Regions from separate parts of the Hordeum vulgare genome. Here all the other regions are linked to region 3. A link is a contact called in public Hi-C data. All regions are on one chromosome and are shown on one strand. The core of a region is the stretch at or near the end of the contact, and the rest is flanking DNA. Distances in the headings are between cores, read along the strand shown. Region 1 holds the start of LOC123402306 (B-box zinc finger protein 32-like). Region 2 has its middle 22 kb from the start of LOC123402306. Region 3 holds the start of LOC123402539 (translation initiation factor IF-2).

Region 1 (3,140 bases), core at 212-2,711, 320 kb before region 3:
AACATCACCATGATAGGTCTTCGTGTGCGTAGGAAATTTTTTGTTTCCCATGCGACGTTCTCCAACACTTCCATCACAGTTTTGTCCACTTAGTGTTGTTTGACCGTGTGTTGACCGTGTGTGGACTTTTTGTCGGACCATTTTACCCCTCCTTCTTCACTTTGTACCGAGAGACTTCCAAGCGGGACCCATCACTCTCCCACTTCACTTTTATTTCTCCCTCGTAGCCACACGAGGGCGACGACACCATGGACACGACTACCAGGTCGAAGGGGCGGAGGCCGACGTGAGGCTGTGGGAGCGGCCGGATTTGGCCGACCGATGTTGGATCCAGACGGAGTTAGTGGGAGCGCGAGGCGACGGGGCCGGCTGCGGGAGCCTCGACGTCCAAGTTAGTGGGGTTGACCTCGGCATCCGGCTGAAGAAGGAGAGGCAAGGGAGAGGGCGACCGACGGAGGGGCGCGGTGGTTCGATGGGGAGGGGGCTCGCTGGTGGAGGAAGCGGGGCTGGCGCGGATCGGAGACGCGGGAGCTCGACGGCGGTGCTGTGCTCGGGGGAGCTCGACGGTGGCTGGTAGAAGCTGCAGCAACAACACCCACTAGGGGCGGCCAGTGGGGGAGGCCATCGGAGGCTACAACGACGATGGTTGGCGATGGTGGGTAGAAGGTGCAGCACGAGCGACAGTTGTATGCGGTCTCACATGGTTGTGAGATGAGAGAGATGGTTTTCTCATCAATGGGTCCCACTTAGCAGTGTCTCGCTAGATAATGAAGACGCATGGGTAAAATGGTCCAAAGAAAAGTCCACATAGAGTCAACACACAGTCAAACGAGACTACTACAACAACAACAACCAAGCCTTTTAGTCCCAAACAAGTTGGGGTAGGCTAGAGTTGAAACCCATAAGATCTCGAAGCCAAGTCATGGCTCTAAAAACTAACCGGACGAAATTGAGACGGAAGGGCAACAACATGAGATGAGCAATGTAGTTTGGGCAAGAACAAGGGTTTTCCGAAACTAGGGGCAAATCTATCAAGTGTAACATAAGTAATGGTATAAAATCATTCTTTTAATTGAAGACATTCAAATGTAGAATGCATTTTTTAATGCGTGACTAGTTAATGTTCGCGGACGTGTCGAGACGCGTCCGCGGACGTTTGAGGAACCGGATTTAAATGGTCGGTTGTAGATGCTCTAAGTCTCATAATTATGTGTGTTTACTTAGCTCCGACCTTGACGAGTGGATCACGTATGGAAGCGGGTAGAGGCCAAGTTGCGCAGAGAAGGAAAACGGAGCAAGTTGAGACGTAAACGATCAATATCCGTGGACGCGTCGAAATATTGAAGAAGTTGGGTTTGAAGAGTCCGTCCGTATACTTTCTTCGTCCCAAAATAATTATCTTAATTTTATACTAGCTTTAGTATAAAAAAGTTACACTAGGGTTAACACATTTATTTTGGGACGGAGGGAGTACATTTTTAAATAGCTTCAACAGTAACCAGCGGATCATGAGCGGGTAAAGGCCAAGTTGCACAGAGAAGGAAAACGGGGAAAGAGGGTGTGACCCAGTCCCTTGCCCTTCATTTGTGATCCAATGGAACAGGACGACCGGCTACGTCCCGATCCCTACGGTAGGGCATGGATCAAATCCTGACCCTCCATCTCAGATCAAGCGGCCCCGTGAAGTTGCATTTATGACGGCAATAACACCGGCAGCCAGCTATAGTTCCCACACTAGAAAAACCGTCCACTTGCAGACCCGGAAAATATCGGGACGTCCAACACGGCAAGGAACGTGAGCCACAAATAAGATCGAGCCCCACCCAACACCCCGACCCCCGCCGTCCACACACTCCCAAACGGAAAACCGCACGCTCCACATTCTTTTCTCCACGGCCTACCGTAAATTGAATCGAACGAACGAAGACGCGGGCCCCAGCGATGAGTGGTGGCGACGCACAGGAGCAGGACTACGCTTCGCCGCTAGGAGCCACTGGTCTCCATCCATCCATCTGCAGCCGAGGGGAGGCCGAGGGGGCCTCTTTAAATATCCTCCACCCGACCTGCCTGCCGACTCCAAAGTCCGTCCGAACCCATCCTCCTTCCGCCCGCATCGCCACGCCGCGGTTTCCCGACCACCGCGCAGAGACCGGGTCTCCCGTCTCCCCCTCTGCAGCCCGCGGTCGCCGCCGGGCACCTTCCCGGAACGGTAGCTCCGGTGGGCTTGCTTTTGTAGGCGCGAGCGATCCGCCCCTCGCATCGAGGCTGCAGGCGGAGGTTGTTAAGAGGATCGAGGAGAGGGAATCGTTGTTGGTAATGGCAGGCGACAGGTGCGCGGGCGCGATCGCGGGGTGCGAGCTGTGCGGGCGCGTCGCGGCGGTGCACTGCGCGGCGGACTCGGCGTTCCTCTGCGTGCCATGCGACGCCAAGGTGCACGGCGCCAACTTCCTCGCCTCCAGGCACCTGCGCCGCCGCCTCGTCCACGCGGCCGCGGGCGAGGGCGAGGACTCGGAGTCGGAGTCCAGCTCCTCCTGCGTGTCCACCGCCGACTCGTGCTCTGCGGCGGCCTCCGCGGCGGCGGGGAGGAGGAGGCCGGGGTGCAAGCACCGGCGCGCGCGGGCGGAGGCGGTCCTCGAAGGTTGGGCCAAGCGCATGGGCCTCGCGCCGGGGACGGCGCGCCGGCGGGCGGCGAGGGCGGCCGGCGCGCTCCGGGCGCTGGGCCGTGGCGTCTCCGCCTCCCGCGTCCCGCTCCGCGTCGCGATGGCCGCCGCGCTCTGGTCGGAGGTCGCCGGATCCGGCTGCGGGGACGCCACTCTGCTCCGCCGGCTGGAGGCCAGCTCGCACGTGCCGGCGAGGCTGGTGGTCACGGTGGCTTCGTGGATGGCGCGCACAGCGGCCCGGGCAGCCGCCCCCGCGCCCGCCGAGGAGGGCTGGGCCGAGTGCTCCTGATCCACCGGCTCCGGCCCGGGCCCACCTCCCTCCCGTCCACCAGCCGAGCAAGGAAGGAAGGGAGCGAGCCTGAGATAGAAATTGCACGTAGAATGTAACATGTGAAGCAAAGTTCGTTTGTTTAATTTTCCCCACCATTAATCTAAGCACGATTATACATATTGTTATTAATATTCCTTCATCATCAGTTC
Region 2 (2,930 bases), core at 428-2,927, 340 kb before region 3:
TATTGGAAACAAAAATTAAAGTTTGTATTAGATAAGAAAGAAATATATTTTTTCAGTGTTAAATAGGGAAAGAAAATTTAAGACAGTACTATCCTCTCAACCATTTACCCCGTTGCACGCCCTACAGCCATAAGATCAGCAATTTCATACTAGCACTCCAAGGACAAGGACGAGTGGCGTCTCCTCGACCACAAGAAGAAGCAGGACCCTGGTTTTCCAGCCGGGCAGGAACAGACCGAAGCACCTGGTTTTAGATACAGAGCGCAGCAGTTTCATTTGCCCTGCCATGTGGCCATGTGGGTGGTGATCGCAAAAGCTGCAACCTGCAAGTTGCAAGTAGCAGAGTCGCATACACATTCGCATTGCTCTCTGCCTTTCTATCCATTCCTCGGGATCTGGTACAGCAGCTGCGGGAGCAAAACGGATCCGCATGTGTCGCCTCCTCGCGGTTCGCCTTTGCATATTCACCAGGAACGCTTGGGCCACGCTGAACGCCTAGTGGGTGGGATCTTGATCCTGCCGGATCGCGGTCGATCGATCTCGTGGGCAGCGGCGACGGCTTTCGGCCATGGATCGAGTCGAATCGCGTCGTCGGGCCCGATGGAGCGCCGTTATAATTGCGTCGCTAACCGACCCTGTAGTTGGGTTTGCGGATACGGGAAACGGGGAGGAGTCACGCATCGAAAGTTCCAGGCGGCCGCTGCTCGTGAACCTGTGAATATGACGATCTGGGAGAAAAAAACAGACATGCGATCCTCACACAAATCCGGGCCAGTTGCACAAGTGGGGCTCCTGATATTTTGCCACGCTACTCCGTGGCTCGGGATGGTCACGCCGCGCGCATTTCCCCGTTGCCGGGATTTCGTCACTGTTTGGGGGTGACCCGATGCATTGAATTTGGGTGAATTTGTTAGGGCATCTCCAACAGTTTGTTGGTTAACTTGTTGGTAAAATATGTCATGTCATCAGCCAACACCTTAACATACAACTACTCCAATGGGTTGTATCTAGTTTGCCCAATAAGATGTGAGGTAATAAATAAGGTGCTCTCTCATTCTACATTGAAGCTTGTGCAAGGGTGTTGGTTAATTTACATACAACCTTGTTCTCTTTCCTCATTTATTGCAATGACACATCATCAAAAATCCTATGTGTCAAAATTACCAACAACTATCTTACAATCATTGGAGATGCCCTTAAGTGAATTGGGGGATAGAGGAGAGGGGCGAATCTGCACGTGTCGTTTCTACCCTGTTTCTGTTTCTTGTGGCCAGTCTCTTCCGGTTGGCAATTTTAGCGTCCACGTCTTTAATTACCGTGATGGAAATCCTTTTGGACAGCCGAGTACATGAAGACGTGCATAATAAATGAGAAAGACGTGGCATTCATACCAGAGGCCCTCGGCTGCCCAAAAGGATTTGTGAATCGGGTTCTGAGGCTAGCAGTAGCAGAGACAGAAGTTGTCTGTGTTTTTTTTGAGAGAGCAGGTCCACTCCACATCATCACGTGGAGCTATCCATCCGGTCGTTCACGTGCACGCACGCGCAGCACCACACGTTCCCGAGCCCACACCGCCCTTGACAGGCGGAACGCAACACTCATCACACCTGCACCTACTGTATAGAGAGTCCCTTGAAGCACGTAGTACACCGGTGACTGGGCCAGTCGTCACCGACGACGCGCCGGTCCACACGTCCGCCCGCCCGCCCGCCACGACGAACGCACGCTACACTAGCACGAGGAGAGATCGGGGCGACGCAGCACGTACGTGTCGCGAGCCCGCGGCGGACGAGGAGCCGTCCGCGTCGCCAGACCCACTTGGCCGTTGGCCCCGCCGCCGTCGCCGTCACTCCTTTTCCTCGCCGCCTCTTTGTGGCTGGCGAGTGGCGAGCCGGCTCCCGAGATATTTTCTTTCCCCCGGGGGAAGATCGTCCGGGCCACGGATCACCACATGTTGTCAACGCCGGCCGCGTGGGCTTCTGGGTGACGCGCGCGCCGCGGCCACGGAAACGCAGCAGGATGCGGTTGGCGCGCGCGGTGGGCGCGGTGATCGCGTCGGGACGGTTGGCTGCCGGCCCAGGCCCCGGCCCTGCTTTGCTTGGCGTGGGCGAGTTGGCCGGTCCGGCGCGCGCGTATCGACCGTCCATCCAGTAGTCCAGTGTGCTGCCGTGTACGTAGGTACGTGGTACGTATGCGCGTGGTGACTGTGAGAAGCGCGGCACGTACTGCGTACAGCGTACGGGGGATGCGGCCGTGGGGGCGTCCACGCGTCCGGTGGCTAGCTCTCAGCGCGCAACGGCCGGCAGAGCCCCTGGCCGTGCGATGCGATGCCGTTGTGTTCCACGCGACGAAGAGTATGCAGCGAGCGAGCCAAGGATGGATGTATGGCTGTACACGTCCGGGGAACAAACACCTTTCTTTGCCGGTCTCCGGCATTTCTTAATTTCATTTCTTGTGTGCAGAAAGCAGTCAACTGCTGATCAAGCATTCACATATGCTGGCTCCACTTGGCCAGCTCCTCGACGTCTCCAAGAATCTTATTTTGTTATCATCCAGACACATTTTTAGAGATATATACATATCATATCCGTGGACCTCCCGTGCTGTGCTACTAGCTTTTGATCGATCTGCAGCCACTTGCATAACCGCAGCCCCGAATAGAGCCACGCCGCACCACGCGTTTCATTCGCATCTTTAATTACTATAAGCTTCTCCAAAGCCCCTACGACGACCACGCGACGACACGCCTCGCCATACTTAAATCGCATGGCTGTCAAATGCCCAACGGAGATTAGCCCGAGGTTACCGACCACACGCCGAGTCCACTCGAGTGCATCTTTAACAACGACTTAATCGGTGTTTTTTATACTCCTAGGCTGGTGCTGGTTGCCTTGTCTGGGCCGTGGCATGGTGTCACCCCTTCTGCCCAG
Region 3 (3,178 bases), core at 563-3,062:
GCGGACGGCGAGACCGCTTGCTGCGGCGCGTGACGGCGATGCAGGTCAACACCAGAGCCGACTGTTGGAGAAGAAGATGTCGAGGGCGCCGGCACGGAAGTGCGTAGCCCCACGACGGGGAAGCGCCTCGACGTCGAGAGGAGCATCCCGAAGCCACGCCGAATCGTCGATGATGAAGGAGAGAGCGCCGAAGAAGATCTGGTGACCCATGCTCGAACCTCCACCGGACGACATGATGAAAGGAAGTAGTCGCAAACTCGCCGGAAGTCGCTTAGACGCCTGCCCCACGGTGGGCGCCAACTGTCGTGGGTATAAGCCTGACAGTAGATGTGTAGGATACGAAAAGGATGGGCAAAGCCTTAGCTATGGCGAGGTTGTATGAGTTGAGGCCCCTCTGCGATGGAGGTAATAGCCCTACGTCTCAGTGCTCAGGGAGCTTGTTGTCGAGTGGAAATATGGAATACAATGAGTTGCTCACCCTTGCACCAGTGGGGAAGGGTGGCTTATATAGAGTGCGCTGCCCTTCACAACGGTCGGTGCGCAGGGGTGGAATAATGGCGAATAAATACCTACGTTACAGGTAACGTACGACCTAAATGCTAATAAAAGCGTGAGGAAACGTACGACTGTTTCCCTCCTGGGGGGTTACGATGTACAGAGTGGAATCCAGTCGGTCCGATCGATACGCTCCGAATGCTCGCCTTCGACTGGATGGTCGGATGTCTGTTACCGACTGGATGATGGGAATTCCTTAGTTCAGTCGGAGCTGACAAAGGGCCTTGTCCCTTATGAAGGGTGGTCCTTGGGTAGGACCTATAAGGTAGGCTTATGACCCTACCCTATGACTATAACCCCATCACAGTCTAAATGGCGTTTGTGGATATCACCTAAAAATAAGTGGCGTTAGTGAACAGCCCAACTAAGCCCATGAACGCCAGCGGCGTGTTCATCTCCTTCCCCGACACCCCAAGCTGCCAGCGTGCCGTACCTGTCGGCCGCGGCTGCGATCACCGCCGCCTTCAGGCCCCATTACCAGGTGGTGGCTCCGGACGACCTCGTCTTCCCGTACAACGACGGCGGCCTCCTGGTCCCACACGCGACGTCGTCCCCCTTCTCCTCCTCGTACCACCACCAGCAGCAGCACGACGTCGTCGCACAACTGCTTCACGAGGCCACCGGCGGCGGGGCCCTCCTCCCGTTCGGGAACAACTCGTCCAACTCGGACGAGTACCAGCAGGCGCACTGCAGCCTGGCGGAGGAGCGGCGGCGGCGACGGATGGTGTTGAACCGGGAGTCGGCGCGGCTATCGCGCATGAGGAAGCAGAAGCAGCTGAGCGAGCTGTGGGCGCACGTGGTGCACCTCCACGGCGCCAACCGCCAGCTGCTCGACCAGCTCAACCGCGTCATCAGGGATTGCGAACGCCTGCTGCGCGACAACGCCGGCTTCAGGGACGAGGGGGCCAAGCTGCGGGAGCGGTTTCTACCATAAATGCACCCTGTATCAGTTCGCTTTGTAAATACGCGGCACTATGTGAACATCACATACGCCATAAAATAATAATTGGACTAGGACATAATCCCATATAAGAAGTAGCGGTGAGAGCGTTCAAGTACCACAACACCCGGTGAGATGTCCATTTACATCCTGAGCCTGATCCCATCGCGACCCCTGGCATGCAGGCGACCCGGATGATTTCTGCCAGTTGTTTTTAAACGTTTCCGACGGCTTTTTGGTGCACTCGTTCGACAGGCCAGTGTTTTAGCCCTGCCAGTTTAAGTATGGAAATCATAGTGTTCCTCAAAAAAAGGGTGAAGCCCAGCCCGTTACATAAAAAGTACCCCGCCGAAGCCCAGCCCAGGAAACTCCCCCCACTTCCCCGTACCTTACCCGACCACCGCCTCCGCTCACCGTCGACGACTCCGACTCCGACTCCAACTCCAACTCGAAACAAACCCCAAAGCCGCCGCGGCCGTCTGCCTCCTGCCCCAGACGACCGCGCCGCAAACATGGATTCGCTTCTTGCCACCTACGCCTCTTCAGATGAAGACGCCGACGAGAGCATCCCCTCACCCGCTCCCGCTACCCGCCGCGGCGAGGCCAGCGGAAAGCCCGCCGGCGGCATCTTCTCCGCGCTCCCGCAGCCCAAGTCGGCGCCTATCTTCTCGTCGCTCCCGGCGCCGAAATCCGCCCCGACCTTCTCCTCCATCCCACCTCCCAAATCCTCCGCTTACTCCGGAAACCCTAAGCGCGTCGTCCAGTTCCGCCCGCCACCGATCCGCCAGACCACCGGAGTCAGCTCGGACGAGGAGGATGACGCCGAGAAGCGCCGTCCCAGCGCCAGCGAGGCGCCCCCGCCCCTGTCTGCTGGATCGGGGCCGGTGTCTTCGTTCCTCCCGGCGCCCAGGCACTCGCTTGGGTTTGGCTCCGGCGCAGCCAGGAGGTCGGCCGTAGACACCGCCGGGCCGGAGAGGTCAAATCTTGGTGCTGCTGGCCCCTCTAGCTCGGCTGTCAACAGAGGGGCGCCAGAAAGGTCCGATACTGGCCCTGCCGACGAGGACGGTCCTGAGGAAAGCAGTGATGAGGACGCCATGCCTGCTCCGGAGCAGCAGCAAGAACAACAGGGTCTTGGTGTCGGAGCTGGAGACGTCCAACACCAGGGTTATGATGCTGGAGTTGGAAATGCTAATGGGTACGAAGGTTATGCATGGGATCCAAACTATTATGCAAATTATGGTTTGGATCCGAATAGCAATTTGAATTATGGGACCGAACCACAGTATGCAGCATATGGAGTAGAGCAAGGTGGTGGGTATGGCAATGGATATGGCGGGGAGCACAGTGGTGGATACGGGCATTCGACAGCGCCGCCATGTGGAGGGGAATATACTGGAGGTTACAGTGCTGAGGCGGTGGCAATGGCAGCTCCACCAATGCGGGAGCCAGCACTTCCACCAGAATTGGGCAGGATTGGAGTGAAGAGAGGTAGGAGGGATATGCCTATGGAGATTATAGAGGTGAATCAGGCAGAGCTGGTCAAGAACCGTCCAAGGGAGGACAAATCCAAGCTCACAGGGATGGCCTTTGGTCCTAGTTACCAGGTACAGACAAATCATTCCCTGATAACATGGCATGACTTTTGCTTCTTGCTGCATTGTCATTGTGCTCAGTTTACTGTCT

The links. Hi-C and Micro-C count contacts between places; a contact is called where the count stands out from the background.
Region 1: a contact with region 3 is called in a Hi-C map of leaf, with 3 times the contacts expected there. The contact joins the promoter of LOC123402306 here to the promoter of LOC123402539 in region 3. A contact is called at or near these places in 1 of 6 Hi-C or Micro-C datasets (leaf) and 1 of 1 datasets of contacts at active chromatin or transcription factors (embryo).
Region 2: a contact with region 3 is called in a Hi-C map of leaf, with 5 times the contacts expected there. The contact joins the enhancer-like site here to the promoter of LOC123402539 in region 3. A contact is called at or near these places in 1 of 6 Hi-C or Micro-C datasets (leaf) and 1 of 1 datasets of contacts at active chromatin or transcription factors (embryo).

Annotation. Positions count from the first base shown.
Region 1 is chr6H:126,976,823-126,979,962 of MorexV3_pseudomolecules_assembly, forward strand. LOC123402306 (B-box zinc finger protein 32-like) reads left to right here and starts at 1,462. Exons shown (of 1, transcript XM_045096206.1): 1 at 1,462-3,108. The coding sequence starts at 1,942. The coding sequence ends at 2,949.
Region 2 is chr6H:126,955,069-126,957,998 of MorexV3_pseudomolecules_assembly, forward strand. No RefSeq gene overlaps it. Among protein-coding and RNA genes, the nearest start is that of LOC123402306, 22 kb to the right of the region's middle. Within about 2 kb of position 1,678, at least 3 of the 3 cell types and tissues checked have open chromatin away from gene starts, as enhancers often do. A contact at or near this core is called in leaf, where this site is marked.
Region 3 is chr6H:127,294,702-127,297,879 of MorexV3_pseudomolecules_assembly, forward strand. LOC123402539 (translation initiation factor IF-2) reads left to right here and starts at 1,813. Exons shown (of 2, transcript XM_045096463.1): 1 at 1,813-3,099. The coding sequence starts at 2,008. It overlaps LOC123405210, which reads left to right. Exons shown (of 2, transcript XM_045098988.1): 2 at 939-1,489. The coding sequence ends at 1,489.